Regions from separate parts of the Mus musculus genome. Here region 2 is linked to region 1. A link is a contact called in public HiChIP or PLAC-seq data. All regions are on one chromosome and are shown on one strand. Each heading gives the region's core, a stretch centred on a gene start, on an enhancer-like site or on the middle of the called end of the contact. The rest is flanking DNA. Distances are from core to core; before and after follow the strand shown.

What was found. HiChIP or PLAC-seq counts read pairs in DNA pulled down with a chosen protein or histone mark.
Region 2: a contact with region 1 is called in a FOXA1 HiChIP or PLAC-seq map of pancreatic cancer cells. The contact joins the promoter of Chrna2 here to the promoter of Scara3 in region 1. A contact is called at or near these places in 4 of 39 promoter capture datasets (the HPC-7 cell line, Sertoli cells, cranial neural crest and 1 more), 1 of 15 datasets of contacts at CTCF or cohesin (embryonic stem cells), 1 of 484 Hi-C or Micro-C datasets (the G1E-ER4 cell line), 8 of 115 datasets of contacts at active chromatin or transcription factors (embryonic stem cells, forebrain, neural progenitor cells and 3 more) and 3 of 9 other capture datasets (adipose tissue, embryonic stem cells and pancreatic islet).

The regions. Positions count from the first base shown.
Region 1 is chr14:65,952,434-65,956,081 of GRCm38.p6, reverse strand. Scara3 (scavenger receptor class A, member 3) reads left to right here and starts at 2,338. Exons shown (of 6, transcript NM_172604.3): 1 at 2,338-2,586. The coding sequence starts at 2,580.
Region 2 is chr14:66,139,228-66,142,948 of GRCm38.p6, reverse strand. Chrna2 (cholinergic receptor, nicotinic, alpha polypeptide 2 (neuronal)) reads right to left here and starts at 1,989. Exons shown (of 7, transcript NM_144803.2): 1 at 1,944-1,989; 2 at 663-805. The coding sequence starts at 735.

The DNA.
Region 1 (3,648 bases), core at 1,089-3,588:
GGTATTTACTTCACAGGATTGCTAAGAGAGTGTGTAGTCTATCTGGTCAACTCGACAGGACCTAGAATCACCAGGGAATCAAACTTCTGTGGGTGTCTATAAGGGTGCTTCTGTAGAGGTTTAACTGAGGTCAGAAGAACCAACCCCAAGTATGGCTGGCATCATCCCAGGGCCCGGGATCCTGGATGGAACAAAAAGGGAAAGAAAGAGAAGCTGAGCTGAGCGTCCGCATCTGGCTCTCCCTGCTTCTTGATCGCAGACACAATGCTTACATGTGATGTGATACCTCCAACAACCAATGCCTCACCTTCCAGTGGCCACAGCCGGAGAAGCCACTGCTCTTGACCCCTCTGTGATAGACTGTATGCTCAACCCAGGAGCCCAAACAAACCCCCTTTTCCTTAAGGTGTTTTATCCCTATTTCATCACAGCAACAAGGAAAGTAACTAATACAGAGGGTCAAACAAGTGAATAAACGGGCAACCACCAAGACGAGTCTCTTCGGATGGAAGGAAGGATGGATGGATGGATGGATGGATAGATGGATGGATGGATGGATGGATAGGAATGTCTAATTGGTGCCTCCAAAGAAGTGCCCCTGATACAGGCTATGATTCTCAGAAACCCTGACTCGTGTGGCAGACTTAGTGTCCTAGCCTCTCTCCCTTCCGGTAGTATGTTTCTACTAGTACAGTTGGGGTGCACACTTCACAATCTGTGAACTTCCCAGGGCAAGGGCAAGCAGACTGCAGGCAAAGGAGCTTAGCTCTCTCTGGTCTGCTGGCTGAATAGTAGTCTCTTCCTCCACCCAATCCCCACCCTTAGCACTTTAGTCCAGTCTTTTTTCTTCTTCTTCTTGAGACAGGGTTTCTCTGTATAGCCCTGGCTGTCCTGGAACTCACTTTGTAAACCAGGCTGGCCTCGAACTCAGAGATCCGCCTGCCTCTGCCTCTCAACTCTGGGATTAAAGGCGTGAGCCACCACGCCCAGCATTAGTCCAGTCTTAACTGAGGAAGACATGCAGGGAAGGAGTAGACAGCAGGGCTGTTAGCAATCAGTGTTACAGGGGTGGGTGTGAGTCCTGAGGCAATAAAGAACAGCAACAGGACACATGTTAGAAATAGAGCTTTTTTAGAAAAGAAAAGAAAAGAAAAGAAAAGGAAAGGAAAGGAAAGGAAAGGAAAGGAAAGGAAAAAGAAAAGAAAAGAAAAGAAAAGAAAAGAAAAGAAAAGAAAAGAAAAGAAAAGAAAAGAAAAGCTCACACCCCTATCCAGCCCCACCAAGAATGGGAGTAAGCTGAGGGAACTACCCCAAAACATGTTGGACCAAGAGGTCATTTACCTAACACAATTTCTCCCCGTGTCAGGGATGCCCAGGTGGTGGTCAGGAGGTGGGGGGGGGGGGGGATGGGGATAGGGAGTGTGAGGAATAGGGGGGTGGGAACCAGCTCTCCTCTGCCAGTTGGCTTCCTTAGTGTTGCTGTTGATGTTACCACCATCTCCAATCTCCATCTTCAGCCAGGAGACCAGGCTGGGTTGTCCTCCCTCTGGAGGTCCTGACCTTTGCCATCATAATGTCCGCCACATCTCCGTGCTGTTGCTTAATTGCTGGCTTTCTGGTCCTTACCGACAAGTGTTCCTCACCTTCTCCCAGAACTTGGGGCAGGATCTGGAAGTTGGGAGGTGACCAACCGACCAACCGCTGAATGTGTGGTTAACATATGCTCACTTAACACAAAATGGAGCTTTTATGGGGGTTTTTATGACAAGAGTCAACTTCAAGTCTGAGGCGGCTTTCCCTCTAGGGTCCTTTACACCAGTGGCCCAGCCACATGTAGCAGGATTTGGGAGTGCTCAGGGCCCAGTTCTCCCTTGCAGATAAGAAATTCAACATTACTGAACTTAGCAGTGGCAGAACCATAGCAAGCAAGCCCTGTCAACTAGAGACGACCAGGTTAAGAGGAGGCTTGCAGTGCAGAGGTGTACGGATGTGGAGAGCACAGACCAGAGCAAAACCAACAGTTGGCAGAAGGCTGATGCCCAAGAATTCTTGCTCCTCCCGGTCTCTCTGCTTTATAGCCAGGCAAAGGAACTATACAGGACTGAAATCCAGGGTCCCGGTCCCCGCCCACCACAACTGTAACCACGCTTTCCCCCGGGGTGGGGAACCCTCTCGCGCACCCAGCCCCACGCATCAGGGGCACAAAGGGCCCTGGCAGCGGCAGTTTTGAAAATATCAAGGAAGTTGATCTGGGCCGGGGCCCAAGCGGTGACGACGAGGGAGGGCGGGAGGCGGAGGGAGGGATGCGCGCGAGGCCAGGACTGCGGGGCGCGGGGCAACACAGCTCGCCGGGCTCCGGCGGGCAGCGTGGTGTCCCCAGCCTGCGACCCCCGGGATCCTTCTCCTGCTTCGCCGCCCGAGCAGCGGCACAGCGCCGCATGTGTCCCCACCCAAGCCTCAGACCCGCGGGCCGCACTTAGGGGCCGCGGTCGGTGCCTGGGGAGGACCCCGGCTTCCCGCTCCATCCAAGGCTACTCGAGCGCCGCGGGGGCCCTGCAGAGGCCCGCGCAGAAGGGACCATGAAAGGTAAGCAGACTCCCCGGGAGCATAGAGAACATCCATCCTTCCTCCCAAGACAAGGGCCGGGCCAGGGCACCCTGATGCCTGGGCTGCAGGAGGGCTGAAAGTCCCCATAATAGATATTACAGGTCAGGGCCCCTGACTTTTTAAAAAAACTATCCTTCAGGAGATAGTGAGGAGGGATGGGGTAGGGTCGGAAGGGGACAGGAAGAGCCCTAAGTCCGGAGAAAGAGAGGAAGGGTGAACCATCACACAGGGCCCTTGCAGCAACCGGCCTCACCGCCATTGCTCTCCTACCCCTTAAAACAAATTTAAAGTTCCGAGAAGATTCGGATCCAGTTCCCCAGTGAGCACAGAAGGATGCTTGGTTGTGGATCACAGCTGAGGTCCCATCCCAGAGGCTCCCGCAGACCCTCCCCAGGTGTAAGCTGCTTCTCTTACCAACTCTGTCCCCTTCCCTCGCTATCAGACCAGTCGGAGCCCCACTATCTGACACTCCCTGACCTCTGACTTGAGGACAGAGCAACTGAGCAAGCCCTGAGGGCCAGACAGACATGGAATGGAAGTAAAAACCCTTCTTGGTTCCAAGCTGTACCTCCCGGGTACCGGAGAGCTCCCTTCCAGGTCATGAGGTTTGGGGTACTCGCTCTGGTGCCTTTTGGTAACTCTCCCCTAGCAGCCGAAGGAGAACTTCCACCACCTCTAACTTCCTCAGAGGGCCCGTGGGATGGTGTTCAGGGCTTCAAAGCTCTACTTTCGGGGGGAGTGGGGGTTGATGAAAAGTGACAGTTGTGACAGGAGATCAGGCCCCATTTGTCAAGCCTGCTTCAACTGGTGCAGTGGTGGTTTGTCTCTCTGGTGTCCAAGGATTGGGTATTCCAGAGGAAAGGGCCTGGCAGACAAATCTCTGACTGGTCCCATGTGCCGCTCATTCAGTACTCCCACAGGACCCACACTTGGTCCTGTGATGGTGCCACTGATGGAATCTTGAAATGCATAATGTTTTAAACAAGGACTCTCCCCACCCTCCTCTTTCATTTTGCATCGAGTCCCTGGAATTCTGCAGCT
Region 2 (3,721 bases), core at 740-3,239, 190 kb before region 1:
ACCCACTGCTATGAGCCTGGCTGACAGTGAGATCTTTTTTCCTTTTCATCCACTTTTACAACGAGCTACTAATGCCCACGAGAACATCTCCCACGCAGGGTACCACCCTAAGTTCTTAAATCATCAGCTCTGACCAGTTCTCTTCAGCTGTGCAAAGCTCTGCAAAACTGTCTGCTGGGATTGATTATGTCTTTTGCACTGTGTTTTGCATAATAACTTCTCTCCACTCAGGGGCTCTGCTGTCTGAGCAGGCAAAGAACTACCTTATAAAAGACCAGACAAATCTTCAGCTGCCATTGGAATAGAAAGTACAGCCATGACCATAGCTACTGTGTGCATACCCACCTATCTGCCCTAGCCTGTGTGCTACGTGTAAGCTTCCCTCATCCCCACAGTGATCTTGAGTGCTCTATGATGCTGTTTGCATGTTGAGGTCAGGAACTCTGAAGCTTGGGACATTCTAAGGCAACAAAGCTGCTAGTACTAGAGTTGAAACAGCCTTTTATCTTCACCCTGTGGTGCTGGCCATCCAGCCAATGACCTTAAGTGCCCCCTGTACCCTTGAGAATGATATGAGCTGGCCTTCAGGGGAGTCTACTCTATAGCCTGTGGGCACACGATGGTGCGATGAAGTCCTAGTGGTAGTGGTGGTACCCACTCACCTGCTGGCATCAGAAGCAGACACCAGAGATAAAGATGTATCCAGAACTGGAAAGCAGGATGGGAGGGGGCCATGGCTTCAGAGGGTCCTGGTTTCTGTTGGACTACAAGGAGCTGGCTTCTTCAAGGCCCTGTCTCTCTGCAGCTGAATAAACAAGGGAAGACTCTTAGGGCCAAGTGATGTGACATCTAGTGTCTTTGTCTTTCGTATTCCATAACGGTTTAGAAGCGAGAAAATGGCTGTCAATGGGCCTGCCTGGTTTATGGGGCACCTAGGCTGCTCAGCTTCACGGAGGAGATAGACTTCCCCTTTTTTTGAGAGCCATTGGATTGTTAGCCACTTAGCTAACTAGCTAAGACATGACTGACCTTCACAGAGGAAGGTGCTAGCCTCCCTGCCATCGTGGTCTCAACTTTTCATCTATAAAGTGGGGCTAACCACATTGGACAAGGCGTTCAGCAGCAGTATTTGACTACTAGCGACAATGACCCAAAGATGCAGGCAAGCAAATGCCATCAGTGTTGAGCGATGGAGTGACGGACAGCATACCAAAACAATGAAGGCATCAAAAGGAATCAAGTACTAACATGACATTTGCAGTTGCTGGAATGGACTTTAAAAGCTTGCTATGTGAGAGAAGCCAGCCACATACTGAATGAGTCTGTTGACAAGTGACCTCTGGGACTTGCTGGCCACCCAGCCAAACCTACTCATTTGAGCCCTAGTCCCAGTGAGAGACCCTGTCTAAAAAATAAAAACAACACCTGAAGAACATCTGAGGCTGGGGCCTCTGAACATATGTGCACATATGTGCAACTCCACACACATGCACCTGGACACACACACACAGAGTTTAAATATCCAAATGTCCGTGTGCGGTACCCTGTGTATATGGACTAGAGATAGAACACTGGCTCTTAGCACAGACATGTTATTTCCCTTTGACCGTAATGAGAATGTTCTGGATATTCTGAGATGTTTTGGAATGGTGATAGGCACACTGCATTCCTAAAACTCTGAATGCCATTCATAGTTTAATATTGTGTGTTCTTAACAATGGCTTCACAAATATGTGTAAGAAGATGAATTAAACATAGAACTGGCCACATTCATGCAGGAATCGGGAACCATCATTGTTACCAATGGATCTGTGAAGCTGTTTTCCCATCTTCATCCTTTAGTCTATCCTACACTGTCCCAAGTGACCCAGCCGAGAGTCTAGCCCCACCAGCTGCTGCTGTCTCCCCTCCAAACTGTCACTGTCCTGCACTGTGTTCCTTACCCCATCCAGAGTCTGCAAGCGTGACTTTGAGTCCAGGCCATATCATTAACAGCTCTGAGAGTTCAGCTTATCTGTAGGGTAGCTATGACCTACCTCCCAGAACAGGTTCATAGTCCAGTGGAGTCATAGGAGTCTGTATGTGAGCTCCAGAACACTGAGGAGGGGGGCCAGGCACTGGGTTGCTCTGTGGATGTCAGTGCCCTGTGACCCAATGGGAACACATAGTGACTGTCTATGCCAAGTAGAGAAAGAGTGAATGGGGGAACGCCAACATGCTGCAGTGTATGGGACATGTTTACTACCATAACTGATAGCTCCAGGGTGTGTTTGGTGGAAAAGCCTCCTCACCCCTCCCCCTGCTCATGAGATTTCAGTTCAGAGGCTTATTAAAATTTGAGATTTTCGGCCCCTGACCCACAGCCCCACCACCACCACATTCAACCTCTCCACACAGCCAGATCCTGCACACACACACACAGAGAGAGAGCCGTCTCAACTGATATTTTTACAATGGAACTCTTGCTCAGCCTGCTCTCTTATAGAACTCAGGACTATCAGCCCAGGGATGGCACCACCCACAATGGGCCCTCCCACTTGATCACTTCCAGGGAAATTGATTAGAACCAGCTTGTTCTTTTCTTTACATTTTCCCCTGTGTGCCTGCAGTCACCTGTGCTCTCTGGGGGCCTAGATGAGAGGCACTTTTAACTTAAAAAAAAAAACCAAAACCTTTTTATTGGTTCTTTGTGAATTTCACATCATGTACCCAAGTCCCACTCATTTCTCCATCCCTTCATACTTGCCTTCCACCCTTGCAACCTCCCCCCACCACAAAAGGAAAGAAAAAAAATCTTCTGGAAGCTGCACTGTGTCACGGTGTGTCCTGCAGTATACCCTTTGCCCACACTTGTGTGCTTGCATGTGTTCATTGCAATGAGTCATTGGTTTGAGGCCTCTGGCTTCTGCTACATTATCAATACCGGAACCTCCCTGGGACTCCTCTCGGATAACCTGTCGTTGCCTGTGTGATGGAGATCTTGTAGTTTTGGATCTGTCTGACGGGTCCCTTGGCAGGCTCTAGTGGTTCATGGATGGGGTAGATGTTGGGGTGGGCCAAGTCAAAGCCCTGATCTGGGCCTGAGAGGTATCTGAGCTGGCCAGCCTGCCTGCTCTCCCTCACCACACACCAGGCTTTCTATTCCTGCCCCGGGCTAGGTCATCCAATGCCACCACCAACAAGGAGCAAAGCCAGCTCTCCTGCTCTTGTGACCTCAGGGCGACTCACCTGCAATACCCACAACCAGGCACAGCTCTACTTTGCTGCCCAGGTGCAGGTAGGGGTTCAGGGTCTGCTCTTCCAAATGTTGCAGGTGGGGGACTGGGCCAGTTCTTACACGCTCATGACCTTGGGGCCAGTCCTCCTACCTGCCATAGGTGGGGGGGGACAAAGCGGGGAAAGTGTAGCAGGAGGGCATGCCTCCCTCACCTGTGCCACTGCACAGCAGACAAGTTGTAGCACCCAACTTTCCCTAGCTTCCACCTCTCGGGGCTGGCTCACCTGCACCCCCACTACCAGGGTCAGCACTACTGTGCAGGCCTGCTCTCCTGGGTGCTGTAGCCAGTGACGGCAGAACCAGCTCTCCCACTCTGATGGCCTCAGAGCCAGCTCTCCTGCCTGCCAAAGGTGCCAAGGGTGGGGGAGGGGAGAGCATCTCTCCCTTGCCCAGAGACTTTTTAAAAACTTCTTGACACTTTTCTACATGTCTACATTTTCTAAA